Linked DNA regions of Ovis aries: region 1 is linked to region 2. The links are chromatin contacts, called in public Hi-C maps. All regions are on one chromosome and are shown on one strand. The core of a region is the stretch at or near the end of the contact, and the rest is flanking DNA. Distances in the headings are between cores, read along the strand shown. Region 1 holds the start of TGFB3 (transforming growth factor beta 3). Region 2 overlaps TTLL5 (tubulin tyrosine ligase like 5).

Evidence for each region. A called contact is a pair of places that touch in the nucleus more often than the background predicts.
Region 1: a Hi-C map of liver shows a contact between it and region 2, with 3 times the contacts expected there. The contact joins the promoter of TGFB3 here to the enhancer-like site in region 2. A contact is called at or near these places in 7 of 16 Hi-C or Micro-C datasets (blood, hypothalamus, liver and 4 more).

Annotation. Positions count from the first base shown.
Region 1 is chr7:85,431,581-85,438,339 of ARS-UI_Ramb_v3.0, reverse strand. It overlaps TGFB3 (transforming growth factor beta 3), which reads left to right and starts at 3,383. Exons shown (of 7, transcript XM_004010802.6): 1 at 3,383-4,710. The coding sequence starts at 4,233. IFT43 (intraflagellar transport 43) reads right to left here and starts at 2,861. Exons shown (of 9, transcript XM_060418410.1): 1 at 2,486-2,861.
Region 2 is chr7:85,351,488-85,358,317 of ARS-UI_Ramb_v3.0, reverse strand. TTLL5 (tubulin tyrosine ligase like 5) reads right to left here. Exons shown (of 31, transcript XM_060418393.1): 30 at 4,791-4,873. Among named protein-coding and RNA genes, the nearest start is that of TRNAW-CCA, 55 kb to the left of the region's middle. Within about 2 kb of position 4,052, at least 8 of the 54 cell types and tissues checked have an H3K27ac peak or open chromatin away from gene starts, as enhancers often do. A contact at or near this core is called in liver, where this site is marked.

The sequences.
Region 1 (6,759 bases), core at 2,134-4,633, 81 kb before region 2:
GGATTTCCCCATTTCTTGTAATTGCTGTCAAACAGTAATCAATATGGAGGCTGCAAAGAATAAAGAGTTTTATTGAGGGGGTGGGGGTCTGAAAATTGCAATTCAGGAGACACAGATTCTGGTAAAAATCAAGAGTGTTCTAGGAAAGAGGAACAGAAAGGAGATCACAAAGGCAAAGGCCATAAGGCTGTTCTCTGATGCAAGAAAGGAAATATTTGTCTTTAAGGAATCAAGAGTTGTTTTAGAGTAAGGGTCTGATGCGAAGAACCGATTCATTGGAAAAAACCCTGATGCTGGGAAAGATTGAGGGCAGGAGGAACAGGGGCCAAAAGAGGTTGAGATGGTTGGACACCGACTCAATGGACATGAGTTTGAGCAAGCTCCAGGAGATAGTGAAGGACAGGGAAGCCTGGTGTGCTGTAGTCCCTGGGGTAGCAAAGAGTCAGACAGAACTGAGCGACCAAAAAACAACTGATAAGTAGACAGGATTTCACAAGTTATTATAAGATAGGGGTCTGATAAGGATCTTGAATTTCTGGCAGATCTTCTGGATGCCTTCATTAGGACAGTCAGTGGATAGAAGGTTAGGTTTTACCTAGGCTGAGACTCGCATACTTCATACTTCCTTAATGGCCTTCTGGTTCCATTTTAGAGAGCTCTTTTAGCAATACCGACTCCATTTCTATTTTCTTTTCACTTTTTATAGCCACACCACCACCACTTCCAAACCTTCACTCCCACTTCTTCCCCAAATTCCTGAAAGCAAAAGATGCTCACTCTAGGCAGAAAGAAGCCCTAGGATAGTGGCTTCCAAACCTTGCAGAGCACCTGAATCACCTGTGAAGTGTGTTAAAAAACACATGTGTCAGGGCCCTGCCCTGTAGACTCTGATTGGTAGAGGTGGTATCCAGAAGGATATAACTTTAATAATTTTCCCTCCCATTTTGCAAGTATTTAAAGGTCTCAGTAAGGCCTTCTCTGATTTTAAATTGCAACATCCCCTCAACCTGGGCACTCTGTCTTCTCTGGTTTATTTTCCACCATGGCACTTACCTTTTATCACACCACATTATTTACATATTTTAACTCAGTTATTGCCTTCCCCATGGTCCTACCTCCACTTCTAGAATGTAGAGTCCTTAAGGGAATGATTTGGTTGGTTTTATTCACTGCTGCCTCCACAGAGCCTAGAACAGTGCCTGGCATATAGTAGGTGTCAAAAATATTTTTCAAATGATAGCTGAATTCCAGAGGAAATAGAGCATAATATTTAAGTGCACTGGAGGAGGGCAGGGCAGCCCACTCAAGTATTCTTGCCTGGAGAATCCCCATGGACAGAGGAGCCTGGTGGGCTACAGTCCACGGGGTCACAAGGAGTTGGAAAGGACTGAGCGACTACACACAGCACATTTAAGTGCATAGATATTGGCAATAGACCTCCTGTGTCCCAATCTCAGTGTTGACTCCCCCTGATTATATGACCTAAAAGTAATTCAAACGCAAGTTACTTTAACCTTTTTACACCTAGGATCCCTCATTTCTTATGCAAATAAATGTCTTCCCAAACCAGAGAGCCCGTGTTAAATATCACCTCCACCACTCACAAGCAGTGAAGCCTCTTAAACAGGTCTGTGCCTCTTAAACAGGTCTGTGTCTCCATTTCCTCAACTTAAGCTGATCAACCACAGCCCTGGGGATGCAGAGAACGTCCTTTCCGTTAATGTCCTGGGATCCAGGGTCAGGAAGGCGAAGTGGGATCGGGTGGCGGGGAGCAGCACCGATTCCCTGGAAAGCGATCAATTCGGAGATTATACCATGTCGGAGCGGGGTGGGGTGGTGGAGGGGTGAGTGGGCAGTGGGGTGGAAAGGGCGCGGGCATTGTGGTTTGCCCTTCCGAAACTTATGGTGAGAAAAGACCTAGAAATGTAGGCTGAGAGAAGGAACGAAAGCGGAGGGAAAAAAAAAAAAACAACCAAAAACCCTCCCCTCACCCATCTGGGAAATGGGCTCGGGCCAACTGCTGACTCCGCACTGGCTGGCGCAGCTCCCCGCGGAACCCTCGGCCGGGGAGGGAGGCCGCGCACATCTGGAGGACATTTCTGCGAGAGCGACGGCCGAGCGGGGCTCGGCGAAGGGAGAGGTGCCCGTGTGCGCACGTGGGGCCCGGAGAGAGAGAGAGGCTGTTCCCCAGGGCACCCCGTCTTGTTTCTCCTCGCCCTCTTTCGAGCCCTTCTCCCCAGGTTCCCGGCGTCACACACCTCCCCAACCACCCCCGCAGACTTCCCCCCCGCAACAGCCCTCTCTTCAGCTCCCCACGCCCCCAGCCCTCCCCTCCAGCTCCCCCCAGCCTCCGCCCCCCCCGCCCGCCTCCCAGCCCTCCTGCTCCTCCCTACACCTCCCCCGCCCCAAGCTCCCTCCCATCCAGCCCTCTCCCCATCTAGCCTCCCCCGATCCAGCCCTCCAGACCTTCGCGGCTCCGACCCACCGAGCCTCTGTCACTGGCGGTCTCGCCTCGCCAGGGGGCACCCTCGGTCTGCCGGAAAACGCCACCCCTTTTTCAAGGCCCCTGGAGCATCTCCAAGCTTCCGGGAGCCACCCGACTCCACAGTCTTGTCAATGAAGAGTCGGGGCCGGGACTGCGGGGCTGAACCCAACTCCAATCCCGGTCCGAGGCCGGGCGTCAACCTCTCCCACCCGAGCCCGGAGGGGTGGGCACGGCGCCCGTGCCCAGGCCCCTGCCCGGGGTCCTGCCAGGCCGGGGGACGGGGGACTGGGGTGGGGGGTGGTGGTGAGTCTAGGAGGGAGCAAGAGACCCGCCGAGGAGAGGACCTCCTGACAGCTGGCGAGAGGGCGAAGGAATTGAGGGAGAAAGAGGGGAGGGGATTCATCGGCCGTAACTTTCCAGAAAAACAGTCAACGTGTAGCCGGAGTGACTCCAAGGGGCGGGGGGGGGGGGGCGGGGGGGGGGGGAGGGGGGAGAGAAAAAGTTCAGTTACCACGTCGATCGAGCGGGACTCGCAAAGTATTTTTCAAATGGGCTCGGCTTTTCCTGTGCCTGTTTAAAACATTAAAATCATGCAGCAAAGGAGCCTGCGTGGTGCTCGGGTCCCTCCCCCCACCCACTCCACTCTCCACCTCTCTTCGCCCCCTCCTCGCCGCTCACCACCCCCCCCGCCCCCCGCCCCGGGGCCAGAAACGTCATGGGAGGGAGGTATAAAATTTCAGCAGAGAGAAATAGAGAAAGCAGTGTGTGTGCATGTGAGTGTGTGCGAGAGAGAGAGGGGGAGAGGAGCTTGAGCGAGAGGGAGAGGCAGAGAGAAGCTGGAGGGAGAGAAAGGGAGGGAATCCGAAAGCCAAGTCCAAGGGCATGAGCAAGAGAGGCGAGAGATAGGGGAAGAAGCCTGAGAAACAAGGAATAACAGCTTTCCGGAGGAGGCGTGCAGTGAACTGTCTTCTATTTTATTTGTCTTTTCTTTTCTTTTTTATTTTTTAAAGAGAATCAGGGAACAGAAGCAGAGGCCGAGGGAGAAGACGAGGTGCTGGTGACCTGGGCGTCCAAGTGGATTAACTGGGGATGCTCTCCAGGGGCTGTACCCCGCTGCCTTCCAATTGCAAACATAAGCCCACATCCCAGCCAATGAAGATGAGAGGCAGCGTGAACAAAGTCATTTAGAAAGCCCCCCCTCCCCAGGAAGTGTAAACAAAAGAGAAAGCATGAATGGTGTGCCTGAGAGACAAGCGTGTGTTGCGCGGTGCCCCACCTTGAGCTGGGCCAGCAGCCGCCTAGCCCTGCCTCTCCCCACCTACTCACTGGTGATTTTTATTTTTTAATAATTTTTTTCTCTTTTCTTTTCCATCCTCTTTTCTTACTCTCCTTCAGGGCAAGGCAAGGATTTTGATTTGGGGACCCAGCCATGGTCCTTCTGCTCCTTCTTTAAAATTACCCACTTTCTCCCCATTGCCAAGCGGCGTTTGGCAATATCAGATATCCGCTCTATTTATTTTTACCTAAGGAAAAACTCCAGCTCCCTTCCCACTCCCAGCTGCCTTGCCACCCCTCCCAGCCCTCTGCTTTGCCCTCCACCTGGCCTGCTAGAAGTCAGAGCCCAGCAGAACCTGTTTAGACACATGGAGAAGAAACCCAGAGCTTCACGGCACACAGTCGGCTTCTTCGCGCTCAGGGTTGCCAGCGCTTCCTGGAAGTCCTGAAGCTCTCGCAGTGCAGTGAGTTCATGCACCTTCTTGCCAAGCCTCAGTCTTCGGGATCTAGGGAGGCCGCCTGGTTTTCCTCCCTCCTTCTGCACGACTGCCGGGGTCTCCTCCTGCCAGGCCTTGCGGCCTTTCTCCCCGGCCCCTGCCTGAAGATGCACTTGCAGAGGGCTCTGGTGGTCCTGGCCCTGCTGAACTTTGCCACGGTCAGCCTCTCCATGTCCACTTGCACCACCTTGGACTTCAACCACATCAAGAGGAAGCGAGTGGAAGCCATTAGGGGACAGATCTTGAGCAAACTCAGGCTCACCAGTCCCCCCGATCCATCCGGGTTGGCCAGTATCCCCATCCAGGTCCTGGATCTTTACAACAGCACCCGAGAGCTGCTGGAGGAGGTGCATGGGGAGAGGGGAGACGTCTGCACGCAAGCAAACACCGAGTCGGAGTATTATGCCAAAGAAATCTATAAATTCGACATGATCCAGGGGCTGGAGGAGCACAGTGAGTCCCGATTCCCTGCTGGGGGTGTCTGCTCTGGAGGGTCTGAGCTGGGGTGGGGAGCTCCAAAGAGGAGGGGGGGTGCCTAGCGATGACCACAGGGGAGGGTGCCCCTGGTATGCCCCGCACCAGGGATTGGGGGACACACGAGGTGCGATGCGCAGCTGGGGCTGGGTGGGTGAGGAGGGGGAGGCAGAGCCATTCTGCTCAGAGCCCAGTGCCGCTGGGAGGCCAGGAGCCCTAGAGTTGAGCGGCGTAGCGGAACTCACATCACATCACTGAGGGATTTTAATTTGGAGTGACACTGTCCCATTTTTGTGCTGTGGCACGTGTGGTCAGACAGGTAACTGGAAGCGCGCAGAGCTGTAGAGGGGCAGGGCTGGGCACTCTTCTAAGAGAGCCCGCGCAGTTCCAAGAGGCTGGAGACCTTGGTCTCCTCCCTGCTGTACACACCTCATTGTGACACGTCTCACGTTCCGTTTTTCCAGTTCTGGGAAAGAAGCGTATACCTGCCCCCAGTTCATGTCTTGTCCAGCTTCTTGAAGCCCAAGCAAGAGGCAGCCCCTGATTGTTTGGGCCCTCAGTCCACGCCACGCATGCGACCCACGTGAGCTGTGTGCATGGGGGGAGGGGACGCACCTATGTTCTCACGGCTGTGTGCTTGACAGCGACGCGTCGTCCGGTTTTGCCCCATAGATGGACTCGTGTGCACAATGTGGGCATCCTCCTGGCCCGTGGACGTGGGGGAAAGCAAGGATGTGGCTCCGGACATGTAGATGGCTGCTGGCAGCCCTTTTGTGTCTGCGTGTCAGGGGAAGAGAGGGTGGGAGGTGTGGCCGTGGGTGCACAGGGAACATGTGTCTGGGAGCGTGTCTTCCCAGGAGGCTCCTGTCTGTGCCGAGAAGCCGGGAGGCTTCTGGGTGAGCCGTCTGTGTGTGTGTTTGTACACGTGTGGAAGTCATGTGTGTTTACTGAACGGGGATTTAAAAAACCTCAATACAAGAGAGAGAGATTTGGCAGATGCTGAGAAACTGACAGCCCAGGAAGGAGGAATGCGAACCGGCTCACAGGCCCAGGGACTCTGGAGCAGCTCTGTTTGCTTTTCCTACCAGCAGGTGTCCTCGACGGCCCGGCTACCTTGGCCAGGCTCACCTGGGAGGGGGCCGTGTAGGGAGTGGGGGTGGGAGAGTGGGATGGAGCGGGCCAGGTGAGGGTGGTCTGCTGGGGCACCTGGATAGAGAGAAGGAGGAGTGGGCAGCCCAGGGGTGCACCAGCTCTGGAGGAAGGTGTGGAAGGCCTCACTGGGAGCTTGCCCATGCCAGACCCAGGAGCCTGTGGTTACTGGCGAGGGGCGCCCACTCGGGTTTCCTATGGCTGCCTTGGGAGGTAGCTCCCATGTGGGGCAGAGGCTGGAGAAGGAGGTGCTCCCTGCCCAGGGTCCTCCAGGCCAGGCTGACTCCTGCTCTCCCAAGGCCTTGTGGTTCCCAGCAATACCAGCAGCTGAATGCCTGGAAAAACCCCCAGCGCCCTGGGCACCCACAGAGGCAGAAGGTGGTGGCCAAACGTGGGAGGAGGGTGGAAAGCTGAGACCTGCAGGAGAGATGTGAGGAAAGTCCAGGGCTGGAAGGAAGGACTGGGACCTTAAGGATCCGGGTCAGGAGGAGGAGTCCCAGGGAGGAGGAATTCTGAGTCACCCGGGCCCACCCAGCCTGGAATCCCAAGCTGAGAACGAATGAGCCAGAGACATGCAAGGGCACACAGGTGCCAGTGGACGTGTGTGCAAAGACTCAGAGCTCAATTAGTGGACAGCCCTGGGATCTACCAGGACAGGGAGGCACGGATGCTGGGCAGCTCTGGGCTGCAGCAGCAGGACCTTCCTTGAAACTGCAGTAGTTGAGGGTGGCCCTGGGGCCACGGAGCTGTGATCGGGCCGGGAGGAAGCCTGGCACAGGGAGCAGGAGACTGCTTGGGATATCATGGAAGATCTGGGGCCCCACGGGACCCGAGCGATGCCAGCGAGGCTTGCAGGTGCAAACAGGAAGCAGGCCCAGA
Region 2 (6,830 bases), core at 2,803-5,302:
TGTGCCATTAATGCTTTAGTGTGTAGGGTAGAGCAAAGAGGAAAGGAATCATCAAAATTTTGTGGTTTCATAGAATTTTCTGGAAGTGAGAGTGGAGAACAAAATACTGGGGGGGGGGTGGGTAGCACTGGTGAAGTGTGGGTATAACCTCATGAGATCAAGTCAGGGCACTCCTTCAGTGAAGGAGCTTTTCTCGGACAAGTGGTAGGATGGAACGACAGTTGTGTTTTTCTTCCAGTTATAGTATATGTTTATCTTAACTCAGAAAGAAGCATAATTAATCAATCTTGCCAAAAAATTTAAAAAATTTTTTTTCTTTGCCTATCTCCTATTATTATCTCAAAGTCCAATTCACAAATTACTCAACTGTAGCCTAAACGTTTTCTTTAATAATAAATATTCATCTTCTTTAGATGCTACTGCAATTTGATCTTCAAATATCATGCTTTTCAACATATCCTGTTACATTTTATTTGTGAATAACTCAATTACGGTTTTAGTTTCTTTCTTTGATTGGCCTCAACGCCCCCATACTTTTAATCAAAAGCCTCCAGAAGAGTTAAGGAGATTTCTTACTGCCACAGCGCCACCTACTGGTAGGTCAACACAGAAGCAAGATAGCGGTAGCTTAACTTGGACCCACAATTTTGGAGAGTCCTTCTGAGCTTGGTTTTTATAAAATGCCAATTTCCTTGTCATTTTGAGAAACTATCACTTCTCTTGATAGCTATTAATACTCTTGCTGTGGCATAAAGTCAGCAAGTTATAATAAAAAAAATAAGCTCTTATTTCTTACTGTTACCTTAAATTGGCCCTGACTTCACCGACTTGGGTTTCCTGTGTCCTATAACTGTAGCAAGGGCTCCAGATTGTGTGGGCAAGGGTTTGGATCTGGCGAAAATAACCTGGGGAGCTTCCAAAGATCCTGAAAAATGTAAGAAAAACCCCCACTTAACACTTTATTTAATCTTGGCTGAAAGGACAAGAGGTCAAATCTAAAACTAGGCTTTAGGGGACCATCGTTCACCCCGATGCTGGCGCCCCATTTCCTGCCAAACATCGAATCTATCCTCTCTCTCTTGCTTTCTAACCATATTAAGAGTGGGTAATAAACCCAAATTCTTGTCCCTCTGGCTCTGGGGAGAGAACAACGTTTTGGGAGCAGTGAAGTGTGTAAGACACTATGGCAAGAATCTCAAGGGTTTGTTTATTTTTATTAATTTATTATACTCCAAAGCCACCCTGGATCTCCACTAACTGTACAATGCATGTGAAAAGAACAAGAGTCTGAGAGTGAAAAATAGGTCATCCTGCCGAGAGCGGCCAGGCAAGTAATTTCATTTGAAAGTCAAAGTGATTTCTAGATCCTTAGGGTTTGACTTCCACTGGCTTTATTGTATATTGAAATAAGTTCCTTTCTCTTGTTGTCCCAGAGACAACAAAGCAGGCAGGCAGAGGCACACTGAGGCGCTGCTGCCTGTCCCCATGCAAAAAGCATAAAGCAACACAGAATTTTACCAGGGCCCCACATGACCAATGCTTAGCAGAGGACACTGCTTCACTACTTGTAAATGAAACCCAGCACTGGTGTTCAAAAGGCCAGGTAAGGTTCCTTTCTCTGACTAGAGATCTACAAGAGCTTTAAAAAAAAAAAAGCCTGGGGGAGTGTATATGGAGGCTGGGCTCCAGGACAAGAAAAGCATGGGGGGAAGCGAAGGGACAGGGGTGAAGGCAGCTGGTATGGCTTCAGGCCCTACAACAATGGTAGTTTGCACCATCAGATCAGCATGAGAGAAATGCCAGTTATCTAATCTGTTGCGCTCTGCTATTTTCGTTCACCATCACCACTTCGGAACTCAAGAAGAACACCATGCTTATAAAGGAGGAGGGCCAGTGGCTTTGGCTTTGAGCCAAAGGCCCTCATTCCAGCTTCCTTCTCAAATTTCCAAATCTGCTGACTCTACACCTTCCCTTCTATAGCACACGCAGAATATAGCTGGAGGTAGGGAAGTCAGGAAAAGTAACATTCACGGAGCATTCCAGGCACTCTGCTAAGAGCTTTCACGTTCACTACCTCATTTAACGTTGAGAACAAAAAGAATGTCACTAGGCCACCGTCAATGGGAAAGGACTTTTGAGTGGTTTTTCAACAGCACCCTGGGATGAACTGCTATCTTGTTCAGACGGCCTGACGAACAGGGTCACACAGCGTAAAGGCCTGGTTCGCTAGACTTGGGGAAGGGACAAGAGGTCAGGAAGCAGACTTTTGCTACATTCATGGACTCAATCACTGAGTTAACTGGACCAGACAGGAGCTAAAACACCTTTTACAGGCAGTTTAGTGAGCCCTGAACAGGAAAACTTCCCAACTCTTGGAGAGATGTGCAAACCTTCTGACTTATTATGGGGATTGTTCTCCCTTCTTGTGGGTTTAAAGAAAAATGCTTTTAATAGCAGCCTAACCTCCTCCTTTTTATAGGATGTGCTTCTGAACCCCCAGAATAATGCCTTTAAATCTACGTGTAACAGAGAAAAACAGATAATTTGTGGGTGAAACACTGAAGTGCCAGGTAGTTATTTAGTTATTATTATATTGCTAAGGTAAAACATTTATTGGGAAGTCTGGAAAATGCCTGAACCTTAGTTACTGCACATTCATCAGCATTTCTCTAAGGATCAAGAACCCCAAGGCAGTCATGGAAGAGAACAAATTCAAAGGACTTTAGAGGCCCAGAGTCATTTGGAGACAAAAGCAGTCCGCAGAAGGCCATGTAAACAAGGCGGGAAGACAACACACTCATCTTCAGTTAGAAGCATGGAGAGACGTATTCATAGATAACTGAAGCTTAGGAGAACCAGGAGTACAACCTCCCCTTGTCCTGTGGTTTTACAGCAATACCAAATTCAGTACAACTGTTACAGAAACTTCTAAGAACCGTCAACAGTCAGTCAACACTACTTCGTGATCAAGATGCTGGAAGTGTGACCCGCCTGGTCGCTCAAATTTCCAACTTCCTCAGCCAGAGTGCATGCAAAGAGTTCAGTTTCATACTTAATGTATCAAAAACACGCAGATGAAATAGGCAGGTTTCCTGGATCTCCTAAGCTTTGTAAACTTCTCCAGCCTCAGCAAATCTGAAGAGCTGCCGAGGCTCTAAGAGCTCTATCTCATGGAAATCATTCCAGGTAAGGCCATGGTTCTCTTAACCTCCCACTTCTCAGGCCATAAGAGTTCCAGGTGGAAATTTAACCTCCTTAAAAATAACTACCATGTTCTAGGAGTTCTTTTTAGGGGGAAAGTGGGGGGAGTTATATACCCATCAACTATTTCTTGAATTTAGGTTTGAAGAGTTTAAGTGGAAAACAAAATCTATACTCTTTTCATATTATTATCTGACTTGGGTGCAGTTATAGAGCCTTCCTCTCTATATAGTAAGCCTATGAGGTATATGTATTAATAATTATCCCCATGATATAGGCAAATGAACCAGATTCCTTAACAATCTTGTCATCATTTTAAGGTGTATTGTATCACACACATACACCCTTGCACCCTGCCCTTAAGCCCCCTGCTCAGAGGCCCTAGTTCCTAGCCACACTGATACAGGGGGTCCCCCAGAACACAGCACCATTTCACCACCAGCCCCCTTTCCTCACTGGCCTTTGCCCACACTGGTCTCTCTTCTTGGACCTCCTTCCACCCCAGGCCGCCCCTCTCCCGGCTGACCTGTCACAGTCAGACCCCAGTTTAGATGCGTCTTCCTCTAGGAAGCCCTCTTCTATCCCTAAAGAGCCTGGGCCAAGTTGCTTGGGTTCAAATACTGCTCCACCACTGACCAACTGTGGGAGTTTGGATTATGGTTCATAATCTGTCTGTGCCTTTATTTCTTCAGCTGTAAAACAGGGAATACAGCTCCCATATTACACGTGTGCTTTGTGAACAGATGAGTTATGACATGTGAAGCATTCAGAAGTGTGCCTGACACACAGCAACACTGTCTACTATTATTCTCTGTGTCCCCAGTGCCTGGCACTCCCTCCTGCAGCCACATCCCGTCAACCTCCCTCTCCCTGAGCCTCTAAGTTTCCTGACCGCAGGGAAGGCCTAGTTCACTCTTCATATGTCTCAGTTGCCCAGCATGCTACTTTCCCCACAGGAGGTGTTCAAAAATAAATACTTGTTGAATCGAATAGTGGATTTGCTTTCAGTTTTCTGACGACTTATGAGTGCAGGAAGTGCTACTCACAGGAAGCTATCCCCGGGCCAGTGCTGCCTTATATGGTGAGAGGCTTGAGGCCCTCAGCTGCTACCTGGCAAGACCGTGATGTTAGCAGGCAGGACGCAGCCCGGACCACAGCTCCAGATCTGCACCCACGGATCAGCTCCCACAGGTCTCTCCACTTTCTGAGCCTCTGCTCACGTGGAGGGGACAATGGTATACCTCACAGGGCTGCAGTGAGGATTTAATGTAAGATGCTAATACTACGTGTGGAAACATCACATAAATGGTGAAACACTGGCAAGTTTTTTCAAATACAGGCAATTTTTACTAAATGCTGCAAATCTGGTAACACTCTGCCAGACTGGGAAATTTCATCTACCCCAAACTAAGCGCAGAAAAACCACTTCACCCTAAAATGTATCATCTGAAAGAAGAGAGCGACCACATGCCCATTTGCCAACACTTCAGAAGCCTGAGAGGCTTTGTTCTCTGAACGGGAGCTCTCCTCAGAGGCAGAGGAGAGAAGGGTGGGCCCAGTCCCTCCCCACTGCGCCCCCGCAGACTAACCTGTGGAGCTGGTGATGGGCACAAAGGCTGCAGAGTTGAGGCTGCTCTGGAGTCCGTTCAGCTGCCCTTCTGCGGAGGCCCCTCTGAAACACAAGCGGCTTGGTTAGACCTGAAGACAGAAAGGTGAGGTCAACTACTGCCCTTCAGGGGCGCTGCCTCTTGCTTCTGGGGTTGCCCCCACCCTGGCTTCTTTTAAGACTTCTTTCAAGTTCAGATGTCATCTTATCAGAAAGAACTTTCTTCTTCTGAAGTGTTATGTGTTTTAAAATTGATTGTACATTTCTCCCCACTAGAACACAGCTTCAAGAAAACACAGGCTTGGATCATGACTGTGTCCCCCCCCACTTCCGCCCGCAACTATCACAATGCCTGCACCTAATAAGCACTCAACAGATTACTTGTTTACTGAATGAGTAAATTAAATTTCTGGTATTGACTTAGATAAATCATAAGCAAAGACATAAAAAAAAATTTATGTGCAACAGTGGTTCTCAACTGGGGGAGAGAGTAGGGGTGGATTTAGCCCTCTATCCCCACCCTCCCAGCAAGGGACATTTGGTGATGCTGAGATATTTGTGGTTGTTACAACTGTGGGGCCTGCTGGCATCTAGTGGGTAGAGGCCAGGAATGGTGCTAAGCCTTTCCCACAGTGCCCTTGCAAAGTGCCCCCAAAGAATATTCTAGTCCAAGATGTCAGCTGTGCCAAGGTTGAGAAACCACATATAGAGGTACCTTCCCTCACACCAAGTTTTGACAAGAGATAGGACAGAGTATTTTAGATTCTTCCAGCACAGGCTCCCCAGCTGCTTGCTTTAGAAACTCTTTCACTGGTCTGATGCCCTCCAGACTATGCCAGCTCCTCCTGCTACAGGTTCTTACAGCTTTGTCATTCTTTCATTGCATTTACCAAAATTATATATATTTTTCTTAAAAAATTTTTTTTTCCTTGACTGCATCTCATGGCATGCAGAACTTCTGAGGGGTCAAACCTGCATGCCCTGCAGTGGAAGCATGAAGGCTTAACCACTGGACCACCAGGAAAGCCACTACCAAAACCTATGGGACTATGGGACTATGGGGTAGCTGTGAACTTAACATCTGTCATCCTTGCTAGAATGTGAGCTCCATGAAGATAGAGATTGCTTCAGTCCTACTCACTATTATATACTTAAAATTTCTAGAAGTAATCTGACCCATTGCCCCATAAATACACTTATTTGTTGGGCCTGTCTACCTTGATTTCAGTTGAAATGTACACATTTTACCTGGGAGAGTCAGTAAACACCCTCTTCCAACAACACGAGAGAAGACTCTACACATGGACATCACCAAATGGTCAATACCGAAATCAGATTGATTATATTATTTGCAGCCGAAGATACAGAAGCTCTATACAGTCAGCAAAAACAAGACTGGGAGCTGACTGTGGCTCAGATCACGAACTCCGTATTGCCAAATTCAGACTTAAGTTGAAGAGTGGGGAAAACCACTAGACCATTCAGGTATGCCCTAAATCAAATCCCTTATAATTATACAGTGGAAGTGAGAAATAAGTTCAAGGGATTAGATCTGATAGACAGCATGCCTGAAGAACTATGGATGGAGGTTTGTGACACTGTACAGGAGGCAGTGATCAAGACCATCCCCAAGAAAAAGAAATGCAAAAAAGGAAAAATGGTTGTCTGAGGAGGCCTTACAAATAGCTGAGAAAAGAAGAGAAGTGAAAGGTAAAGAAGAAAAGGAAAGATACATCCATTTGAATGCAGAGTTTCAAAGAATAGCAAGGAGAGATAAGAAAGCGTCCCTAAGTGATCAATGCAAAGAAATAGAGGGAAACAATAGAATGGGAAAGACTAGAGATCTCTTCAAGAAAATTAGAGATACCAAGGGAACATTTCATGCAAAGATGGGCACAATAAAGGACAGAAATGGTATGGATCTAACAGAAGCAGAAGATAAGGAGAGGCAAGAATACAGAGAAGAACTACACGAAAAAGATCTTCATACCCAGATAATCTTGATGGTGTGATCACTCATCTA